Regions from separate parts of the Mus musculus genome. Here region 2 is linked to region 1. The links are chromatin contacts, called in public promoter capture Hi-C maps. All regions are on one chromosome and are shown on one strand. The core of a region is the stretch at or near the end of the contact, and the rest is flanking DNA. Distances in the headings are between cores, read along the strand shown. Region 1 holds the start of Mcmdc2 (minichromosome maintenance domain containing 2). Region 2 overlaps Sgk3 (serum/glucocorticoid regulated kinase 3).

The links. Promoter capture Hi-C pulls out the DNA fragments that hold promoters and counts their contacts.
Region 2: a contact with region 1 is called in a promoter capture Hi-C map of hematopoietic stem and progenitor cells. The contact joins the enhancer-like site here to the promoter of Mcmdc2 in region 1. A contact is called at or near these places in 9 of 39 promoter capture datasets (3T3-L1-derived adipocytes, the C10 cell line, the HPC-7 cell line and 7 more), 2 of 484 Hi-C or Micro-C datasets (cortical neurons and nephron progenitors), 1 of 115 datasets of contacts at active chromatin or transcription factors (embryonic stem cells) and 3 of 9 other capture datasets (adipose tissue, liver and pancreatic islet).

Annotation. Positions count from the first base shown.
Region 1 is chr1:9,903,785-9,911,353 of GRCm38.p6, forward strand. It overlaps Mcmdc2 (minichromosome maintenance domain containing 2), which reads left to right and starts at 4,854. Exons shown (of 15, transcript NM_177722.3): 1 at 4,854-4,906.
Region 2 is chr1:9,821,653-9,829,221 of GRCm38.p6, forward strand. Sgk3 (serum/glucocorticoid regulated kinase 3) reads left to right here. Exons shown (of 18, transcript NM_133220.2): 2 at 5,361-5,467. Among named protein-coding and RNA genes, the nearest start is that of Sgk3, 27 kb to the left of the region's middle. Within about 2 kb of position 4,394, at least 23 of the 459 cell types and tissues checked have an H3K27ac peak or open chromatin away from gene starts, as enhancers often do. A contact at or near this core is called in hematopoietic stem and progenitor cells, where this site is marked.

The DNA of each region.
Region 1 (7,569 bases), core at 3,604-6,103:
ATAACCCACTGAGTCCAGCTAATAGAACAAATACATGATCTTTACATTTTGATCCAATCCATGAATGTCTTTTGATTGAGACTGTTAGTGTTCAGTTATTATTAAGGGCTGTATATTGATCCCTAACATGTTGTTGATTTTGTAGTGCTTGGTATTTTTCCTCTTCTTTTGCTTAACTATTATTCTAGCATGGCTCCCCCTCCCCCACCCTGAGGCTACAGAGGTGCACATTTTTCTCTTTGGTCAGTAAGATTTGATGTATATTCTGCTGAGCTGGCTTAGTGGACATAGTCCCTTTAGCCTACTTCTGTGAGAAAGAACTTTGCTGAATCGGTTACTTTTCTGTTTCTCTAACAGAAGACTGTGAGCCAAGGCACCTTACAGAAGAATTTATTTTGTCTCACCATTCCAGAGAGAGGGTCCATAGCAGTGTGGAACGTAGGAATGGGAAGATGGCTGGCCACATTTTCAGTTGCACACAGCAGAGAGGGAGCTGCCAGGAGAGCAAGGCTGTAGACCTCAAAGCTCACACCCAATGATGCATTTCCTCCAGCAGGGCTGTGCTTCCTAAACATTCCAGATCTCACCAGACAGGACTGCCAGATGACAACCAAGTAGTGTCCACATACATGCACCTACTGCCGCCGCAGCATCTGTCCAGGCCCTCCTGGTTCTTAAAAGTTCATGAATAATCTGCTGTTATTCTGATGGGCCTACCTTTATCTATTACAGGCTTAACATTTCTCTTGGTACATTGTATATACTCGTTCTTTTTACTTGGGGTTTTAGTTTTCACGTACTGAGGGGAGGCTGTTAATACCGTTATTTAGGAGTCCTAAGTGCCTCCTCTATTTGGATTGGCTTTTTTCTTTTCTCTAATGATGATTTCAGTTGTCTTGAAAATGTTTTTTGTGCCTTTAGATTGAGGTGATTCTTTTTTTATGCTTATAACCACAGATTTAGTCTTTCCGGTATCACATATATCTTGAGATTCTCATTGGAACCTTTTTATTATTTTATCTCTGTCTTTGTTGGATTGTTCTGTTTCCTCCATCTTGTCTTCAAGCTCAGATATACTGTCCTCTCTTTGATCTGTTCTTTTGCTGAGACATCCTATGTGTTTTTTTTCCAGCATTTCAGGTAAGTTTCTCTTTGTTTAATTCTCCTTTCATATTATCCCTTGTCTTCCTTATTTCATTCTGTGTCTTTGAACATACTTAGAACTGTATTTTGAGTTCTCTGGGACTTCATCTAACTCTTCTCACTAGATGGCATAGGATTTATTTATGTGTATTTGTGAGCCTAAGTGAGTGAATGTCCTACCACATACGTGCAGTAGCCTACAGAAGGCATCACATCTATGGAACTGGAGTTTCAGGTAGTTGTGACCCATCATATGGGTGCTACAAACCAACCCTGTGTTCTCTGAAAGAGCTTCATCATCTCTCTATCCCCCAGGTTGAGTATTTTTGATGATCAGGTAGGAATTAAATATGGTATAATTGAGTTCAGAAAATAATTTCTTAGTCCAGGTGCTCAAAATACCAGATATAAGCTCTGTGTTATTCCCTGAGTGGAATATTAACCGGGAGAACAGTCATGGGTGTCTTTTATTACCACTGTACAGTGTCAAACTAGTCAATAGCAATGGCCCCTTGACTTCAGTAACTGTTGGAAGATAAACAAGGATGCTATGTAGTAGACTCAAACTATAGTTACTAAGATTAAAAGTGAAAGAGAGGGCTGGAGAGATGGCTCAGTGGTTAAGAGCACTGACTGCTCCTCTGAAGGTTCTGAGTTCAAATCCCAGCAACCACATGGTAGCTCACAACCATCTGTAATAAGATCTGATGCCCTCTTCTTCTGGAGTGTCTGAAGACAGCTACCATGTACTTACATATAGTAAATAAATAAATCTTAAAAAAAAAAAAGAAAGTGAAAGAGAAGTAGGGTGCATAAGAAAAAAGGTTAAGTACTAATCTGATTGGGAAAATCATTCAAACAAAATAACTGGGAAGGGAGAGTTGGGGTGCATTAGGGTCCACAGATTTAGATAGTGTTAAATTTATGGAAAGTTACAATTAAGGGAATGGGTAACCATGAGAGAAAGAAAACAAGGGGTGTGTATATGGCTGAAGACTAAGACCTGACTGAAGACTAATCCTGAAACAACTGATACACAAGCACAGCCATTGTGATCCTTATGTGGAAAAGAGGAAATCAAAATAAAGTAAGAAAAAATACTTACAAAGTGAACTGGCCACTCTGTTATACCCAGTTGCAATGTGACATTTCCAGATCCCTCTGGCTCCAGCAGGTTCCACATGATGCCGGGGGGGGGGGGGGGGGGGGCGGCAAGTAGAAACCATTGGTCTCTGCAGCCTGGTGTCTCTGGGGTTCTGGTATATGGTGAAGGGGTATTGGAAGTTCATTCCTGGCAGTTCCCTCAGACCTCCACCTCTTTTGGTCCTATATGTCCTCCCCTAGAGTCTTTCCTCACCTACTTTCATCTTCTGATTAATTCTTTTGTGGACAGAGATGCCTGTGACATTCTGAGGAGTTGCATTCAGGTATGAGAATATCTAAGCAAAGGAGAGAAAAGATCCTTAATTTCCCTACTTGAGAAGCTCCACAGCAGACTTCATTCCTTGGGGTCTGTCTCACTATCCAGAATTATAGCACACATGCACTCCCTAGTCAAAACTGGTGGTGAGAGTTTTCAGTGTGTGTTGGAATGGGAGATTGGGAAAATCCCAGGCTGCCCATGGCTCTTGTCCATCGTGTAACACATAGCAAACAGAAGCAACTTAAGAGTGACTTTGGATTTGCTCAGTTTGAGGGAACGGTCCGTTCTGGCAGGAGACGAGCATGCTACAACTATAGTGGCCAAAGTGCCAAGCAGTTGGTTACATTGGGTCTTCAGTCAGGAATCAAAGATAAAAGCTGATATTTCATGAGTTCCCTCTTGTGAGTCCAAGATCTCCGTCCACAGGGTGCTGCACCACATTTAGGGCAGATCTCCCCTTCTTAAGCCTCTCTGGGAAAGTTCTCACAGATCCACGAAGATTCATGTTTCCCTGGTGACTTCAAATCCCATCCACTTAACAGTCAAGATGGATCACTACCCAGGCCCTTCCACAGGGGCCATAAGAATACAAAATAATGTATAATGACTGTTGTGATTCCTAGTGACATGAAAGCAGCAGTGGGTGCAAGCCCTGTATTGTCAGTGTGTGAGCTGTGCATGTGTCACATTGTGATATGACATGTGACACATTGTGCATGTGTCAGCTGTCATTGACTGCTGGAGTCATGACTTTAATTGCTTTGCTTTTCACTTAGATTTAAACATCAACAACAAAAACTGTCCTTCAAATTTGGAATCAAAGTGTCAAAAGGCCGTGTTGTCATGTTTACTAAGTCAGCAAACAACCAGAGTCAACACAAAAATGCAAAAGGGAAAACGTGCTGGTACATGTGGCTACAGCTGTGGGGCAATATGTTACATAGTATTTCTTAACTGAAACCTTTACCCCTGAAGAGGAAGAAGGCCTACTTTGCCAAGTAGTACACTTGAGCTAGTCCAAATTTTAGTGCTTTTGTTGTTTGGTAAAGCTTCTATGATCTTTAATTCTTATACTATAGAATTCATCCATTTTAAAATGCCTGATATAGTGAAATGTACCTATAAGTACCTAAATATACTTGAAAGCTGAGGCAAAATTGTGAATTGAAGACTTGCCTATGCTATGAACTGAGTTCACAGCCAGCCTGGACTACAAGGTATATGTAAGGCTATCCTGGGTTATAGTAGAAAGACCCTGTCTCAAAATCAACAAATGACAGACTTTCTTCAGAATTTATTCAACTTTAGGATATCTCCATTACCTCACAAACAACCGATAGGGCCTGGAGGTTCAGTGTCAGTTCCCAGCACCAAGAAAAGAATCCATGGAATGGAATACTACAAATGAAGACCATTCTAACATCCTACAACATGGATGAGCCTTAAGGACATTTTATGAAGTAGAATAAAAGGCACAAGACAATAAATGCTGTATTTGTTCCATTTATGAGTTCTGGAGTAGCTAATTTTAAAGACAGAATGGTTATTGCCAGGAACTTAGGGAATCACTAAATGGTACAAAGTTAGGGGAAGATAATTATGTACTGGAAACAGTGTTACAGTTCTATGACATTCAGCTTCCACTCAAGAATGGCTAAAATGGTACATTTTGTTATGTGTATTTTACTACATTTTAGGGGGGAAGTCCCCTACTCATTATCAATCACTTTTCACTGCTTTACCAAGCCCTAGGTAATCATAAATTTGTATTCATGTTTGCCTATCCTATTTCATACATGAATGGCAACATACAACATATGACTTTGTGCCTTTCCTCTTGCACAGTGCACTCAAAAGCCATAGTATTGTGCTATCCCTTAATTCTCTTTTTAATTCAAGGGAATATAGTGTTGTTTTGTGTTGCTATACCACAGCTGTTTGACGCTAGTTGGAAGTCAAGACATTCACTTCGGGGCAATTTTGAGTAATAGTATGAATTTACATATACAAGATTTTCTGTGGATGCATATTTTCAATTCTCTTGGAATTAGCCGTTTGAGAGGCTACCACAGTTTCCGAAGTTTACGACGCTATTTCGCATTTCCACCAGCAGAAATTGAAATTTTTTTCATACAGATATTGTCTTGGATTAGATAACAGCAAAAGCAAAAGAATCTCCATCTCTTTGCCTTGCGGGAGCAAACAGCACTATATAGGTGAGACTGGTTGCCCTGGTGACAGAAGGGCTGCGGTCCCGGCAGACCCCGCGCGCGCCCGACAGTTGGGAGAGTGCGCGTGCGCAGGAGGCCCTCTGTAGCCCACGCGGGTCCTGCAGTGCAGGTGAGTCTTATTCCAGAGGTGGCAACATAGCCAGGTCGAAGGCACTGGAGTCTCCTGAGGAGCTGCAGGGCCGGCGAGCCAAGCGGGTTCTCTCTAGTGGCTGAGTCCTGAGGTGTTTGGGCCTTGGTCTCCGCATCTCCTCAGGGTTCCCTCAGCGCTGACAGAAGGGAAAACTTGGATTATTCCGGTGGCCTGTTCTGTGTCCTTTTCTCCTCATAATCCCCTACTTGCAAATGCGTTCATCCCCAAGACTGTCTGTCTGTCAGTCCGTATGTCCGTCCTGGAACTTGCTCTGTAGACCAGGCTGACCTCAAACCCAGAGATGCTCCTGCCTCTCTGCCTGCTGAGTGGCGCGTGCCACTTCTGCCCAGCATGACAATTTTGGGCAGACAGTTGGGCTCTATGCCCATCTTTTGAAGGCCCTGAACTCCAGACTCAACTTCTTGTGTCCTTTCCTGCCTAGCTGACTTTCAAGAGTCTGCGGCACACGCACCTGATAAATGAAAATTCACTTGTTTGGCGGTGCTGTGATGAAGCCCAGCCTTGGACATAACAAACCTTGATTTCTAGACAGGGCTTTGTTATGCAACTCAGACTACCCTAGAGCTCATTATGTAGCCCACGGCTACAAAGACTACCGTTTTGTTTTGTTTTGTTTTGCTTTTCGAGACTTGGTTTCTTTGCAGAGCCCTTCCCATCATGGAGCTCACAGCGATATCCCTGCCTCTGCCTCCTGAGTGCTGGGATCAAGGCTGTGTGCTACCACCTATCTGCTAGAGACTAACTTTGAACTCAGTCTGCCCAACCTACTGAATGTCTGCAACCATGACCTGGCCTCGACTGAATTTTTTCCTCTCTGTGTGGTACAGGTTGGTCATGAAGCCCAGAATTAGAGTCTTTAAAATTCTAGAATTATCTCCTCCATTCCGTTTTGTTTCAAATACCCTGGGCTGGTCCATCCATCTCTTAGAAATACAACACTAGTTGAAAACTGATAATTGGCTGTTTAGTTTCAAAGCATTCTTCACACAGGCAACATGAAGGAGCTAATTTCCAAAATATATTTTTTTTAAAAAAAAAGGACGATTCTGTTTTCAAAAACTTTGTAAACTTCTCTTTCCTTATATAATTATTTTGCACTTCAAAAACTTATTCTAAATTTACACAACCATTTCACTCAATGTCATCCAACTTCAGAAACCTGTTTTTGTTCTTGGTGGTGGTGGTGGTTTGGTTTTGAGACACAGATTCAATGGCTATCCTCCATCTGCAGACCAGGCTAGCCTAGACTTCAGGGACCTGGGTGCCTCTGCTTCCTGATCATTGGCATTAAATGTGTCCATGAGCATACCTAGCAAAAAGCTGATATTATAACAATGTCAACCTTCAAAATTATTAATTTTGACCCCGATATAATAACAAAAGGGTAGCCACTTACTTTTCTGTGCAAAGTATCCTGAACTATAGGTACTGGGTGGATAAAATCAGTGATATATGACTCCTAATGGGGGTGTTAGCCGGTATCTTTGGAAAACTCTCCCATTATAGAAATATTCACCTACTAAAACCAAAATGTATGTATGTATGTATGTATGTATGTATGTATTTATTTATTTATTTAGGTGGTGCTGGGATTGAGCCCAGCCTTGTGCATGCTGGTCAAGCAAGCTAGAATAGCATTATTGTACTTAGAGCCACACAAAAATAAACTCACTTTATCCCTTTGAAGTGGAATGCATGGCTTCCTTGTTACCTTCTGTCATCAACCAAGAGTCCAAAGCAGTAGAAAAATACATGATAATGAGCCCAAATTTATGAAGCTTTTCACTTATCATGTTCTGTGGCCACTAACCTGTTCATATTCCTATTACAAGTTATCATACAGTTGTTCGCATAGCTGATTTACACGCTTTGCTCTTTAAAGTATAGACACTGTGTTTTGCTCATCTTTGCATTACTGGTGCCTAAGGAAAGTGAGCTAGCCAATAAATTATAGATAATAATATTTGATAATGTTTCAATAATGTGTTAGTCATTATTTCTGGCCTCTCTAAGTTGGATTTCTTAAACACAGGGTCCAATCTTAATCATACCATTCCTAACAATATCACAATGATCGCATGACATATCTTGTTTCTAATATTTTCTGCTCAAGTGAACATTTTATATTCCCCTCTCCACCTCTACAGTATAATGTTCTATGTTTGACACTGGCAAAGATTTAAAATGGAAAGAGGGCTTAATTGTTTAATACCTTTGTCTTTGTCAGCTAAAGATATTGAGGCAAGAGAGGTCAACCAATATCCCCAACAAATGCTGGGCCAAGAACCATTTCTCAGGTTTTTCAATTTAGTGCTCATAGGACCACATTTACTTTTTTCTTTGTGTGTGTGTGTGTGTGTGTGTGTGTGTGTCCGAGAGCAGCGAGCAGGGAGGTGGGGCAATCAAAGGACAACTTGGTGAAGTTGATTTCTTCTTCCACTATGTGGGTCCCAGGGGTCAAACTCACTCATGAGACTTGGCTTCTTTATCCAATGAGCCATCTTGCTATCCCAAACTGGATTGATGAGACAGTTTATATGACTTTCATCCTTCAGCCTATGCTTACATCGGGACTATCATCATTTAAAATTATTAGTTTCAGGTTGCATTTTTAGGAGTGC
Region 2 (7,569 bases), core at 3,144-5,643, 83 kb before region 1:
AAAAAAGCAAAAAATAAAACTTCATACACTCTAATTATAATACTCCTAAATTTCTCTCTGTTCTCTTGCTGCTATGATTGCTTGAAACTCTTCTGCTTTTTGGAAGTGACTCTCTGGAAAGAGATTTCTTTAAATCCAAATTTGATAATTCCATATTCATTCTTCATGTTGATTCTTTTTAAAAATTTATTTATTTTATGTATGTATGTGAGTACACTGTTGCTCTCTTCAGACACACCAGAGGAGGGCATCGGATCCCATTTCAGATGGCTGTGAGCCACCATGTGGTTGCTGGGAATTGAACTCAGGACCTCTGGAAGAGCAGTTGATATTCTTAAATGCTGAGCCATCTCTCTAGCCCCCTTCATGTTGATTTTAATAATCTAAAGTGAGGATGTGACCATTGTCATTCCTGTACAGAAGTCTTACTTTCCTTAATGTCAAATCTGGCTTGTCAGGCTCATTTTGATCCTCTCGATTCTGTTATGTGTTGGAATTCCTAGGCTCATATTCTCAGCTCACATAATACCAATGACTTCCACATCTCTATTTCAGTGAATTGCTTACTAGTCTGTAAAGGCAACAAGAGACGCCTTTTTCAGGACACCTTTCCTCACTTCTCCTCCTCCTTTTGTTGCCCTCAGAGCTGTACCTCCAGCCTCTGAGGTCCTTTAATTATCACGGCAGAACACACAGAACACAGAAAAACTCTCAAAAATACAACACTTCACCTTGCAAACTGAGCGTTCATGGTTGACTATCCATGTTGGTATGGTCATCTGTTCACACCTTAAAAGAGATGCTAAAAAAAGGAGAGGAAAATAGTTTTCCATTCTACCCCACATTCCAGTGGAGAATAATCTTCTTTAAGCTCTAAATTAATTGCATGCCTACCTTTCTTAACTCACAATAGCTCTTTATTTGTTCAAGTCGAAACTCTTCACTGTACCTCACCAATTTGAGTTTTTGTGATTAGCCCTTCTACAAAGTCCATCCATATTAGTAGGTCAGTTTACTTAACAGATAAGAGTAGGCAGAGAGTGTAGGTTGGTTCTTGTTTAGAACAGGCTCCAACTTTTCAAATACAGGCTGTAGGATCAAAATGTAGACTTTAACATTGTATTTTGGTGCAATAAATGAAAGCTTTATATTATGAAGTACTTATTGGGTGCCATCTATAGATAGTACTGTATCTATTTGGTCATAATGAAAATCAGCCTAGCCTCTGCCACGTGGCACTTTTCATCATCCAGTTGTGTGTGTGTGAGTGTGTTTGTGTATTCTCATGCTCCTGTATGCATGTTTGTTCAAATGTGTGGGAGCACACCTATGTGAGGAAGCCCTGTTGACATTGGGTGTCTTCCTTGAGCAAGTTCCACCTAATATATTTAGACAGTGTCTCTTGCTGCAGCTGTGGCTCAGCAGCTGAACTCAGAGTTCACTGCTTTGCCTAGCCTAGCAGGCTATGAAGCAAGTGCCTTGCCCTCCGAACCATTTCCCTAGCCTGGTTTTGATCTCATTTTGAGGGCTGATAAACAGTTACAATTTAGGATTAAAAGTTCTAGGAAGTGCCTGCGAAGCCCATAGCAGGAGTACCTACTCTGAACTGTGGGACCAGCAGAACTTCTGAAGTTCTTTCTTTCTTCCTTTTTTTTTTTTTTTTTTTTGGACATTTAGTTTGCTAGCAGCTGTCAGGAAGTACAATATAGGTCGAAGGACCCCATGTTCAAATCTCTAATGTGAGGACAGCCTGGGCCCCTCAGGAAAGTGAAAGCGGTGTGTCTTTCCCGTTCTCTGGTTTTTTAAAATGAGTTTTAAATTACAAGCATGTGCCGCTGGAGTCCAGGTGTTGGCTTCTCTGGGGTTGGGGTTCCAGGCAGCTGAGTTGTGCCATGTAGGTGTTGGGAACCAGACTCGGGTCCTCTTTCACAGCAATACAAGCTCCTAGCTGTGGAACCATCTGTGCAGGCTGCGTGCCAGGAACAAGGAAGGATCTCAGGATATTCTTCCTGTGAGGGACAAACACATTGCCCAAATCAATTCATCTTTTACTGTCATGGAAAGTTTAGGTGACAAAAACTCAAAAAGAGAAAATGAGCTTGAGTTGGTTCAGCTTTATTTCTAGCTATATGATATGATTCACATTTGAAATGTAAATGCATGCAGTTTTCATGCACAATACAATCCCGAGTCAGTGGTTGTGAGGATTGCTGTGGCTGCTGGCTGCCCTCACCGTCCACACTGCTGGTAAGCTGACTTCTGAGTGTGTCCGTGTAGACTCCTCCCTCATCTGTAGTGCTTACAGCAGTTTGAGCTTGGGCCTCCATGTCTTTAGCATACCTTTTGTCTTTCTGCTTATGAGCCTTTCCCCACCTACCCTTCACATTCACTGTCCTCCCATTCACTTCCTGTCATTTATGCCTGGCTTTTGAATGCTATGCTGATATAACTTTTTATGAGGTCTAGTTTTCTTCCCATGCATTTTGCTCCTCCAGTTCTCTACCCTAGGAGAGTTTTCTTTTGGGAAAAATATAAAAGCCTTTTGCAGTGTTTTTAAAAATATAGATCACAATGCATTGGTAAGTCATGAAATCGACTTAGGAGTTCTGACCTGAATTAAATAGGCCAAAGCAAAAATAATGGAAATTTGCTGTGTATTAAAAGGTATAATGTCATTTTGTGGCAATATCTTCACAGGACTGTCTTCCTGTATAAAATGTGATCCCATGTGTTACTCATGTTGTCTGTCTGCTTTCAGAACTCGAGCTGAGAATGATTTCTCACAGACTTCCAAAACCATTGCTTCTTTTGTTCTCTAGTTCCTACTGTTGCCATGAAGAGCTCATTCCATCTTTAGTTCTCAGCTTCTGCACGTGACTGCTTTCTTCCTCTCTGGAAACTTTTAAGCTCCTTTTATACTTTCTATTCTGAACTTTTACACGGAATTTTTTCTGTCTTATGATGAAGAGCGTTTCTTTGCAATTATTCTAGAATTCGTGTTCTTGGAATTTTTTTTGACAATTGTATACTTATCATTTGCTTACTTTCCTAGAGAAATAGCTTTTCATAGTTCACAGTAGAAGCTTCGGATTAGTCCTGTAAGTTTCTTTACTGTGCTTTTCTCCCTGGCTGTCGTCTCTTGGCATTTTTGTTCTGTTTCCTGCAAGAGTTCTTCAATTTACCTTCTACAATTCCACCATTCATTTCTAAGAGTTGCTGTTCTCTGTACTTCTTTATTATTCCATTGGTAGAATTCTCCTGTTCTTGTTTCATGAATGCATCTTTTATTTCTATTTGTCTGTCTGTCTCCTTCCTTCCTTCCTTCCTTCCTTCCTTCCTTCCTTCCTTCCTTCCTTCCTTCCTTCCTTTTGTTTCTCAAGATAGAGTTTCTCACTTTTAGTTCTGGTGTCCTGGAACTCACCCTGTAGACCAGGCTGGTCTTAAATTTACAGAGACCTGCCTGCCTCCCGAGTGCTCGGATTACAGGCATACATTTTGTGAGTCTGTATGGTTGTGCAGGACCATGCTAATCCTCACTGTGTGAGTTCAATTTTTGTACATGTGCTACTTAAGCAAGCCAAGCTTTTCTAATTCTTAAGATAAAAACTAGCCGGGCGGGGTGGCCCACGCCTTTAATCCCAGCACTCGAGAGGCAGAGGCAGGCGGATTTCTGAGTTCGAGGCCAGCCTAGTCTACAGAGTGAGTTCCAGGACAGCCAAGGGCTATACAGAGACACCCTGTCTTGGAAAGAAAAAAAAAAAAGATAAAAACTTTTAGGGACCATGAATTAAATAGTAAAGTGTTCACTGCTTGTGGAGACCTGAGTTCAGATCCCTTGCTCAAGGTAAAAAAGTGGGGCCACGTGCTACACCTTGTAATCCTAGCACTGGGGAAGCAAAAGCTGGCAAATCCTGGGGCTTCCTGGCCACCAGCCTAGCCTGCTCCTCAAGGCCCAGGACTTGATTGACCACCAGGTCTTAAAAACCTGAGAAACACTACCCCAACACACACACACACACACACACACACACACACTAGTGCACTTGTACACACAAACAACTCTTTGTCTTCTAGCATTGTTTCTTATTTATGTTTTAGGCCCCTAGTCATCAGGGGGAAGTGGGATTGGCTGAGGCTGAGAATGGATTGGGTGGGGATGTGAGCTGGGAATGGATTGGGTGGAATGGATTGGGTGGGGGTGTGAGCTGGGAATGGATTGGGTGGAATGGATTGGGTGGGGGTGTGAGCTGGGAATGGATTGGGTGGAATGGATTGGGTGGAATGGATTGGGTGGAATGGATTGGGTGGGGGTTCGAGCATGTGTGCACAGGAGATGAACTGGAACCTGTAGCTGTTTGATTCAGCAAAATTGAGAGGCCTTGTGGTAACCGGAAGTTGAGTCATAGTAGAGACTTATTGAAGTGGAAGTGTCCCAGAAAACCCATGGTTGTTCTGTGGTTGATGAACGGCACGAATCATTTGGGAATTGATTAGAGAAAAACTCATTTTTCCTTATGTGGAACTGGATCTGCACAGACAAATGGATTGCACTTCCATGTAGCTAGTAAACTCAAAAACATATTCAAAGAAATTTCAAGGCTTACCTAGCCTCTTTTAAAAAATACATTCAACTGTAAATAAAGCTTTTAAGATAAAAAAATGGATTTGTTGATTTTATTTTCGTGTGTGAGCATTTGCTTGTGTGTACATGTGCACCATGGGTATTCCTGGTGCCCACAGAGGTCAGAAGAGGGTGCCAGATCCATTGCGACTGTAGTTAAGGATGGTTGTAAGCCACCATGTGGGTATTGGAAGTGGCACCCAAGTCCCTCTAAAAGGCAGTAAGTGCGTTCATTGCTGAGCCATCTGCAGCCCTACATTGTCTCCCATCTTTATTCTAGTTTGTTTATTTCATTTATTGCTAGTGGTCTGGCTTTTTTTTTTTTTTTTTTTTTTTCGAGACAGGGTTTCTCTGTATAGCCCTGGCTGTCCTGGAACTCGCTTTGTAGACCAGGCTGGCCTTGAACTCAGAAATCCGCCTGCCTCTGCCTCCCAAGTGCTGGGATCAAAGGCGTGCTCCATCACTGCCGGGCTTAAGCTTTGATTCTTAAGACAGAGTTTGACTGTGTCGCTCTGTAGACTAGACTGGCCTCAAACTTGCTGAGATCTGCCTGCTGCAATTAAAGGCATATAACACCATGCCCAGTCTTTTATATTATATTTTGAGAAAGGCTCTTTCTACTTAGCCCAGGTTGGCCTGTGATTTATAACCTTCCTACCTCCATCTCTCAACTTCTGGAATTTACAGGTGCCTACCACCAGCATGGTTGTCAGTAGAAATTTCTCTTTCTTTTTCCCAGTGCTGGAGACTGAATTCAGGGCTTCACAGGAGTGAATAAGCACTGTGCCAGTGAGCTTTGTTGCCAGTCCTGGAACACTGTTCTTCACCGGCAGGAGAGTGGAAGGGGTGAGTTACTCTAGATTTCACCTCTACCCTGTACCTTTCCTGCCTACCATCAACTTCCTGTTTCAGATAACACTGCCGTATGCCTTTGTGTAATACGCTATGTTACTTTAAAAAAATTATTATTAATTATTATTGTAAGTGTACGGGTGTTTTGACTACATATATTTCTGTGCACCACATGCATGACTGGTGTCTACAGAGGCCAGAAGTAGGCATCAGATCCTCTGAAACTGGAGTTACAGATGGTTGTGAGCTGCCATGAAGGTGCTGGGAATTGAACCTGGACTCTCTGGAAGAGCAGCCAGCGAGCTATCTCTCCAGCCCATGACTTTTTGAGGAGTCCATTTCTAGCCATCCTACATAGATGCCTCTGCCCATGCCCACTTTTGTCAATCAGCGAGCTCATTAGTGTTTGCTATGGAAGCACAGACAACCTGCAGCTCAGCATACTGCCGATGAGGCACTTCTCCCCAGTTGTTTATGCCTTATTTGTCCCAAGTCGAGGAGAGGCCTCGTTAGCTTTCCTCTTCCTTCTTCTACCTGGGAATGTTATTAAGCCCAGTATCAAGTAGGTCCTGAGTATGCTCACAGCTGCTCTGATCCTGGAGGGTAACGCCACACAGCATGTGTGTTCTCTGTTTGGAGAGATGTTCTGAAAGGAGGAGAGTGGAAACATCTTTGCAGTGACATTTCAAAGAAGAAGCCCTTCCTTAAAGTTTCAGCAGACAAGTTTTTACTTAGAGGGTTCAATAAATTAAAATAGATAGATAGATAGATAGATAGATAGATAGATAGATAGATAGAAGGAGGGGATTTGGGAGTGCAGAGACCCAATCCAGCATTATTGATCTGTTTATGATGTCTTTGGGGAATATTTGGTGTGCCAAAGGGCATAGGAAGAATCTAACAGAGATTTTAGTTCCAAAAAAGTAAGATTTGTTTTTGAGCCTGTGATTTTAGATTTTGACAGGTCAGTGCTTGCTGATCTCTCGTGGCTAATTCACACACGGAGAGCTAAGGTCAGGGAAGGACTCCGTCTCACAACGCTGAATGTGGCCTTCTGTATACTTTGAGTTCTCGTGATATTAAGGTGTGAGGCCTATATTAAAAATAGACTCTCTTCCTAACCCTGCTTAATTTTTTTCTTTTTAAACATGTGACCATGGTTTTCCATCTCAATTTCTATAAAACTCCATATAGTTGAATTACTTATAAATAAGAGATGATCTTTGTGTAAACAGCTTCAGTTTTCATAGTGCATCACTGGGTACCTGTTTTGGAAAGCCCAGGGCTAAACTTGAAACAAATAAGAGCTGATGGGCCAGTGTGTTATGGAAGAGTGGCCTGGTGTGTGGTTGTCTTCATGTTCTTTCTTGTGTCTATTTTAGTACAAAGCTGAAACATCCCTCATGTTTTAAACCTTTAGCCATGTAGAAATGTACTATCATCTATTTAGCTTCTTTATTAAAGTGAACACAGGACAGGCATGGTAGCATAGACCTATAATTTCAGTATTGGAGAAACTGAGGCAGAATGGAAGCTCTAGGCCAGTCTGGGCTTCATAGTAAGACCCCGCCTCAGCAAAGATACAAAGCAAGCCAACAGTATGCTTTGTCGAATCACACACCCGTATGGCATGCAGAGAGGACACAGCAGTGTGCTTTCGGCATGTCACACATTATACAGACAGGACTTGAGCCTTGGTGTTGATCAGGGTTGGCTGTTCCTGAAATGGGATTTATTGCTAAACAACATGAGTTTGAACAGCTTACCTGAGGTTTCTCTTTCTCCATCTGTCAGACTGCATGATGCTTTCCTCAGAGAACTCAAGGACTGTATGTCTTCCACAGTCCTCAGCACCAGGCTTGCTCTTCATTATATGCAAAATATCAAACATGGTGCCCCCTTTTTTCAGATGCAGTATATTCTGCTGAGTTAAAGCTACTTGTAAAGCAGGCATGGTGCCTTACTGCTGTAATCCCAGCACCTGGGAGACTGAAGAAGGAGGATTGCTGTGAGTTCAAAAGTCCCACTAAAATGTGGGGCTTTGTCTCAAAGAACAAGTTTTAAAAACCAAACAAACAAAAACTACCATTAAAAAA